2 separate regions of the Sus scrofa genome follow, and region 2 is linked to region 1. The links are chromatin contacts, called in public Hi-C maps. All regions are on one chromosome and are shown on one strand. Each heading gives the region's core, a stretch centred on a gene start, on an enhancer-like site or on the middle of the called end of the contact. The rest is flanking DNA. Distances are from core to core; before and after follow the strand shown.

Region 1 (3,642 bases), core at 554-3,053:
ATGTGGCTCTGATCTGGCATTGCTGTGACTGTGGTGTAGGCTGGCAGCTGTAGCTCTGATTCGACCCCTAGCCTGGGAACTTCCATATGCTGCAGGTGTGAACCTACAAAGACCAAAAAAAAAAAAAAAAAGTGTTATAATTTGAGCCCATTAAAAACGTGTCAGTTTTCAAAAAAGATACAATGATTTTCCCTGAAAGAGATTTTTTTCTGATAAAGTATAAGGAGATGGGACTAGAGCATGGAAGTGAGGGTGAGTGTGAGGGACAGAATGAAGTAATTTCGAAGGTTTTTCCTAGCTTTGACATCTTAATGATTGTCTTGTTACTTCTGAACTGTTAGACTGTGGATCTTTAATAAATGCAAACAAGTATAAATTCTGTAATAATCTCTCCTGTCCATAGAATTTGACTTTAGGTTTCAACAATGAGTTGAATGGTCTTATAATAGATATTATAAGATAATACAAGAAAAAGAGGTATGTGTACACACACACACACACACACACACACACACACACACATGGCTGAGTCACTTTGCTGACAGCAGAAATTGGCACAACATTGTAAATCAACTATAATTTAAAAAATGACCTAAACAAACAGGAAATGGCCTTAACAAACTTTAAGTTTAGGGGGAGAATAAAATGGTTTGAAAATAAATCATGTAATTTTATTACATAGAAAAAACTTAAAATAACGTAAAAGGAGGACTGTCTCCATACATAAGTATAATTTGGATTAATGTTCACAACATTCTCTTCATACCTTTTGTTTTAATCTTCATCGTGACAATTTCTGACAAAAACAAGCTAGGTCATTACATAGCACCATGTAAGGTCATAAGAAAGATACCTATAGGAGTTCCTGTTATGGCTCAGCAGTTAACGAAGCAGGCTTGTATCCATGAGGACACAGGTTTGATCCCTGACCTTGCTCAGTGGGTTAAGGATCTGGTGTTGCTGTGAGCTGTGGAGAAGGTCACAGATGTGCCTTGGATCCTGTGTTGCTGTGGCTGTGGTGTAGGCCAGCAGCTACACCTCTGATTCAACCCCTAGCCTGGCCATATGCTGTGGGTGAGGCCCTAAAAAAAAAAAAAAGAAAAGAAAAACAAAAAAACAAAAAACCCTCTATAGATGAAATTTAAGGTTAAATGGTACACACACAATATGGATGCATGAAGGAGTCAAATTACAAATGTCTTGGGGACAGGTGAGGGTGAGGGTGGCAAAAGGGAAGGAAAGAAACTCTTCTTGAGTACTTTTCTATGTACCATAATCTGTGACAGGTTTGCCAGCAGTGCACTGAATCCAGTGCATGAGAGATCTCACTGCAGTAATTATTTTCTTTGTAATTAGACATAATTATTGCGAGGAGTTTGTCCACAATTAAAATCAAACAAGAACTTCCAGAAGCACCCCTCGTAGTGGGGGATGGCTGGGGGAAAACATAACCAATAATTATAAAGAGAACTAGAGAGGGAAGTGTCGGCAGCTAGTACTTCAAAAGGCTGCTGAAGATGTTTGGGAGGTATTCTTGAGAAATCCAGTGAAATGAGTCAAATCTGATTGGGGCAAAAGCAATGAAGGCAAGTGAGGAGCGGCAGCTTTGGCCCACTTCAAAGGAATGCCCCAGGCCAGCAAGCAGAGGCTCTGGGACCCGACTAGGCCTCACCCTCTCCCCATTCCAATCCCAGCTCCTTTTCTCTCCTCCCCGCCCAGTGGCTGGCCCCTTGCCTCCGCCCCCGGCCCCGCCCACTGGCAGCCCTCCCCGGCGCCTGGCTCCGCCTACCACGCCTGGGCCGCGGCCGGCTCCGCCCACCCTCCCAGGACTGCGGCCCCCGGCGGAGGGGCGGGGCGGGCCGGGAGGAGCCGCTTTCGCAAGCGGGAGGGGGATCCGCCGCGGAGTTACGGGAAAGTTGGTCCGAGTTCCTGGAGTTTCCCTCTGTGGTTCCCTGGGCTCGGCTGGCCGGTTCCTCGGCTCCTTGCCCGACTCCGGCCTTCGCCGCCCACCTGGTCCCTCCTTCTGCCCCCGGCCGCCATGGAGCAGCCGCCGGCGCCCAAGAGGTAACGAACGCGGGGAGCAAGGAGAAGGAGGGAGGCGGTGCCGGCGGCCGCTGGGCGGGGGCCGCTAGGCCGGGCTGGATCGCGACCCCTTCCCTGACTGCCGGGCCGGGAGCCTGGAGTTCCGGGGGTCTCGAGGCCGGTCCGAGTGTAGGGCCGCGTCGGTCCGTGCGGCGAGGGGACCCTGAGGGAGGCCGAGTCTCGTTTCCCCTGCGGCCCGCCGGGCCTGGAGCGCGTGGAAAGTCGGTGGGCAGCGCCGGGCGCCCAGCGGCTGGACTCCTGGGGCGGGCAGAGTTTTCCCTCGTGGCAAGTTCACGAAGCTGGGGGACGTAAAACTAGGAAATTATTGGACTTCTTACTATAGGCTTTCTTGTCAAATGTTTTCCATAATATGCACCCCCCTTTTTTTGAGAAAGCGGGCTGTTTACTTACACTTCAAGGAATTAAATATTAATAGCTACAGTGTGTTAGCTACAGTGTCTGTAAAACTTATTGTAGATGTGCTGCACTGACAGGTGTTCCTCCCCCTTCCTCCACACGTTCAAAAGTATTTATGGATGCAAGACAGAAATCTTAAATTAGAACCCCACCCCCCATACAGGTTTGGTTTTTTTTGTTTGTTTTTTTTTAGCATGTAAAAACAGTGATGCTTTGATATTTACTGTTTATATTTATTCTTTGATATACTGGATGTGTAAGAGTACACAGTAGATACTTTTGAACTGATATTTGAAGTGCTCTTGGGAAGCTAAATCAAGGCTTTCCATAGATATTTATTCTCAGTGTGCGTCCCCACACCCAACAATGAATCAGTCCACTGATATTGGATAAAACATTTAAGTCTTTCATTTTTCATTTATAAAATAAGAGTATTAATCTCTCTCCCAGATGATGCTTTTGGTGAGGACTAGAGTGTTTTGATACCTAGAGAGTTTAAGTGAAAGGTGGTATATTCAAGAACATGAAATAATTAAAAAGATAGAAACTCTGTGAGCTGTTGTGAATTGTGTCACTGGACATGTGAGCCTTGAGGCTTGGAAACCATCTGTTCAGGTGCGAAAGGGGGGTTGTGGAGAAGTTTCCAAAAGAGACCTGCTGTCATGCAGAGCCCTTGATAGATTCTTTTCTGGCATTCTACAATATCCCAATTCTAATATTGATTGGGTACCCAGTTTTAATACTATAGAAGAAAACTGGATACAGTTTTTCCCCCATTTTGTTTCTGAATGGCTGTAAGGGGCACCTTGGCGATAGTACTTTAAGGCCAAGGTGAACAGCTCTGAATGGAAGTAGAAGCTCTGTATGGATTAGCTCTGCTCTAAGTTATCAGAGTTTCACTCTGGGTGTTGGAGAACCCCTGCCCCTGCAGGGACACGGGAGAGCCTGGAGGGGTGGGGGGAGGTGTGTGTAGTATATGTCAGCATTCCATGCTGACTTATACTTTTCAAAGTGGTGGTTACACATTTGAGCAACTTATTTTTAGCTCTTTTCAGAGAGACATGTTGATCCAGGAAAGCATTTTTAAAGAGCTAAAGATATGTGGCAATCCCATGTATTTGAATATCTCTTCATATTTTTTCA
Region 2 (3,642 bases), core at 491-2,990, 88 kb after region 1:
GTCCTTTTGTGTAGGAAGTAATTCTTGCTTCTTATTTGGTGTCTCATATAGAGTGAGGTTGAGCTCTAAGTGTATTTCACACATGCCTCTTCAAGTTCCAAGCCGTAGCGTTAACATGACCGTGCACTGTGGGATTAGACCCTTAGAATTTTTCATAGCAATCATGTGCCACATCTTAATCTCTGATTAAATGCATCATGCACATCACGCTCCATTACATCTTTTCTAAATCTTTTGATTGGATTATAAACACTTTTCCTTATGATCTTTCCACATTACAATATAGTGGCTCCAGTAGACTTTCTCTTCTACCTTAACTAAGTAAATTAAGCTTACAAAGGTATTTCCTTGCCTTCCCTTATTGGTAAGCTGCCCAGTCTTCACCTTAGTTGCCATTCTTACTGGCGTTTCTCCCAGTTCTATTTCCCTTTCATAAGTCAGGCCCACCATCATGTACTTTATTTTTACATCACACATTCTTCTCCTGGCAGACTGCCTGGCATAGTCAGATCTATCACAAGCCCTCCCACCCTGTCATCAGCCTGACCCTTAGCACACTATGACAGTGGTTATGTGGAGTGATGTCATTTAGTGGAAGGACTCCTGCATGTGGAATCAGAAGACCAAACATCAGGTCCTGAGTTGTTACTTATTAGCTCTGTGACCCTGGGTACATTGTGTAACTCCTTTAAACTTCAGATGCCTAATCCTAAAATGGACCTAGTATCATATTACTGGCTTTACCTACCTCAGTGTTTTCTTGTGAGGAACAAAGATGATGAATGTCAGAACATTTTGTAACCTGTAAAGTTCTGTGCACATGTAAATTGAATTGACCACTGTTAAGGCAAAAACTTTAAAAAGTGATGTTTGGTTATTTAGTTTTTAATTACTATGATGTAAGAATTTTATGGTATTTGTTGAAATAGTGGCTATTCTTTAGTATTAGAAAAATGTATTAAAAGATCATTGTATCTTATCCAGTAAAATATTGAAATCAAGAAATGTATGTAACTTAATTTTCCAGAAAATGGGAGTTCCCATCACAGCTCAGCAGAAACGAATCTGACTAGGAACCGTGAGGTTGCAGGCTCAATCCCTGGGCTCACCCAGTGGGTTAAGGATCTGGCGTTGCCATGAGCTGTGGTGTAGCTCACAGATGCGGCTTGGATCTGGTGTTGCTTTGGCTGTGGTGCAGGCCAGCAGCAACAGCTCTGATTAGACCCCTAGCCTGAGAACCTCTACATGCCACGGGTGTGGCCCTAAAAACACAAAAGACAAAAGACAAAAAAAAAAAAAAAAAAAAAAATTCCAGAAAATGGAAATTTAGCTCCTGAGGTAGCAAATCTCTAATTTTAACTATTTTAGATGGAGAGCTTTAAAAATTGTATTGCATGATTCTTTATAGCCAGAATGTAGAAACATCTCCCATTTTAATTATATAAATTAAGGGGAAAAAAGTAATATGAGCACATTGTAAAAATTCCAGATAGTGCAGAAGAGGAACTTAGTGTCTCCTCAGTCACCCCTCAGTTTTACTTCCTCTAAGAGATGTCAGTTAACAGCTTCTTGTGGGTTCTTTCAGTATGTGTATATGTATATCTTGTTTTACACAAGGGATTCATACTGCATAGGTGGTGTTCCATACCTTGTCTTTTTTTTGGGATGGGCGTGGCACTGTGGGCTAGGGATCAAATCTGAGCCACAGTTGTCTAGCCTGTGCCAGGCTGGTGACTGAACCTGCGTCCAAGTGCTCCAGAGATTCTCTTGATCCTGTTGTGCCTTGGCATGAACTCCTGCCTTCTCTCTCTCTTTCTTTTTTAACTTCTGATGTTTCTTGGAGATTTCTCCGTACCAGGACCTATAGGTCTGTGTGTATGTAATGGAATGTATTTTTTTAGTACTTTGGGCAAAATGAATTCCAGCTTACCAATTTTTGTGTATTCAAGGCTGCAGTAAAGTTTTATTGGTGTGTATTGGCATACCTGTCTTGCTGTGGACATTGGATACATTCTGAGAGATGGAATTACTGAGTTAGAGGGCATGTTCCTTTTTAATGATAATTCGCTTCCTTTTTTCTTTTTTTTAAATTTGGTTGAGAGGGTGCTACCTAAGCCCTATGTTATTTTTTAATGGTTAAGCAATTTCGGTTTGAATTACGAAAGAATTTTGGATTTTGCTTTCAGTGCCTTCTTGCCTAACTGCATGCTTTGACATCTCTCCATCTTAAAATTAGAATTTTTTTTTTTGCTTTTTAGGGCCGCACCGCAGCATATAGAGGTTCCCAGGCTAGGGGTTACAGCTGCCAACCTACACCACAGTCATAGCAACGTAGAATCCGAGCCACGTCTGCGACCTACACCACAGCTCGTGGCAACGCTGGATCCTTAACCCACTGAGCGAGGCCAGGGATCGAACTCGCAATCTCATGGTTCCTAGTCAAATTCGTTTCCACTGCACCATGACAGGAACTCCAGAATTAGAAATTTTGACTAAAAAAATCCATTGGGATTTTAAGCAAGTTTATATACCTATTAGCTATTACTCCAATTGCTGCTGCTGCCGCTGCTATTACTACTGCTATAAATGACTTTATTATATTCTTTACACTAGCTTTCCTACTTCTAGTCTTTTTTTTTTTTTTTTTCTTTTCTATTTCATGTGGAAGTTCCCAAGCTAGGTGTCAAATTGGAGCTGCAGCTGCCAGCCTGTGCCACAGCCACAGCAGTGTGGGATCTGAGCCGCATCTGCAACCTAACCACAGCTCATGGCAATGCTGGATCCTTAACCCACTGAGCAAGGCCTGGGATCGAACTCGAGTCCTCGTGGATATTAGTCGGGTTCTTTACTGCTGAGCCACAGCAGGAGCTACCCCTAAAAAAAATGAGAAGTAGAAAAAAACAAGATCAAAAGTCCTTTGCAAACTCACATACAGTGAGGCTGATGTGTCCCAGTGGGTGGTACTAAGCTTTCATCTTTGACTAAGTCTGCTGCTAGAGTTTCCTTCTTAAAAGTTCAGGTATGATCAAATCATCTTTCCGTTTGAAAATGGGTAGACACATAAAGCAGAGTTTGGCCCTAACCTACCTTTATATCTAGCACTATTTTCCCATATACCTTACATTCAAACACAAAGAACCATTCACTTGTACTTGACTTCATATATGTTTGTGCCCATCGCCTTTATACCTATTTAGTATTTCATTCCCTTTTTGGTCTCTGGAGAAACTTTGTTCATTCTTCAGGAGTCAGCTCAGAAGTCACTTCCTCTGTGGAGTCTTTGGTAGGGAGAGTGGTGTGGTAAGATTGTCAAGGCTAGCAAGAACTGTATCATTCAGGGCCTGGAAGGTTAAAGTATGTATCTTGGATTTTAAGACTACTGGTTCTTATCCACCGTCAGCTTAGAAACTGCTGTCCTGGAGTGCTCCTATACCTAATCTTGTTAAAACAGGCATTGCTTAATATTGTAATTATTTGCTCTTGTTTCTTTCCCCTCCCAAGGTAGTGTAACAGCCTCTCAGATAAATTTTTGTTGATGTCTACTCTTTGTGGTGTTTGGATGGAAAATGAAATGATACCTGTAATATGGCTGGTACAGTAAAAACTCAGTATAAGGGTGAGCTGTTGTTGATGTTATCATTA

What was found. Hi-C and Micro-C count contacts between places; a contact is called where the count stands out from the background.
Region 2: a Hi-C map of liver shows a contact between it and region 1, with 2.7 times the contacts expected there. The contact joins the enhancer-like site here to the promoter of STK3 in region 1. A contact is called at or near these places in 1 of 5 promoter capture datasets (liver), 4 of 47 Hi-C or Micro-C datasets (embryonic fibroblasts, heart right ventricle and liver) and 1 of 2 datasets of contacts at active chromatin or transcription factors (alveolar macrophages).

Annotation. Positions count from the first base shown.
Region 1 is chr4:38,009,999-38,013,640 of Sscrofa11.1, forward strand. It overlaps STK3 (serine/threonine-protein kinase 3), which reads left to right and starts at 1,804. Exons shown (of 11, transcript XM_005655350.3): 1 at 1,804-2,064. The coding sequence starts at 2,039.
Region 2 is chr4:38,098,436-38,102,077 of Sscrofa11.1, forward strand. The region is part of intron 4 of STK3 (serine/threonine-protein kinase 3); the gene reads left to right. Among named protein-coding and RNA genes, the nearest start is that of STK3, 88 kb to the left of the region's middle. Within about 2 kb of position 1,741, at least 5 of the 83 cell types and tissues checked have an H3K27ac peak or open chromatin away from gene starts, as enhancers often do. A contact at or near this core is called in alveolar macrophages and liver, where this site is marked.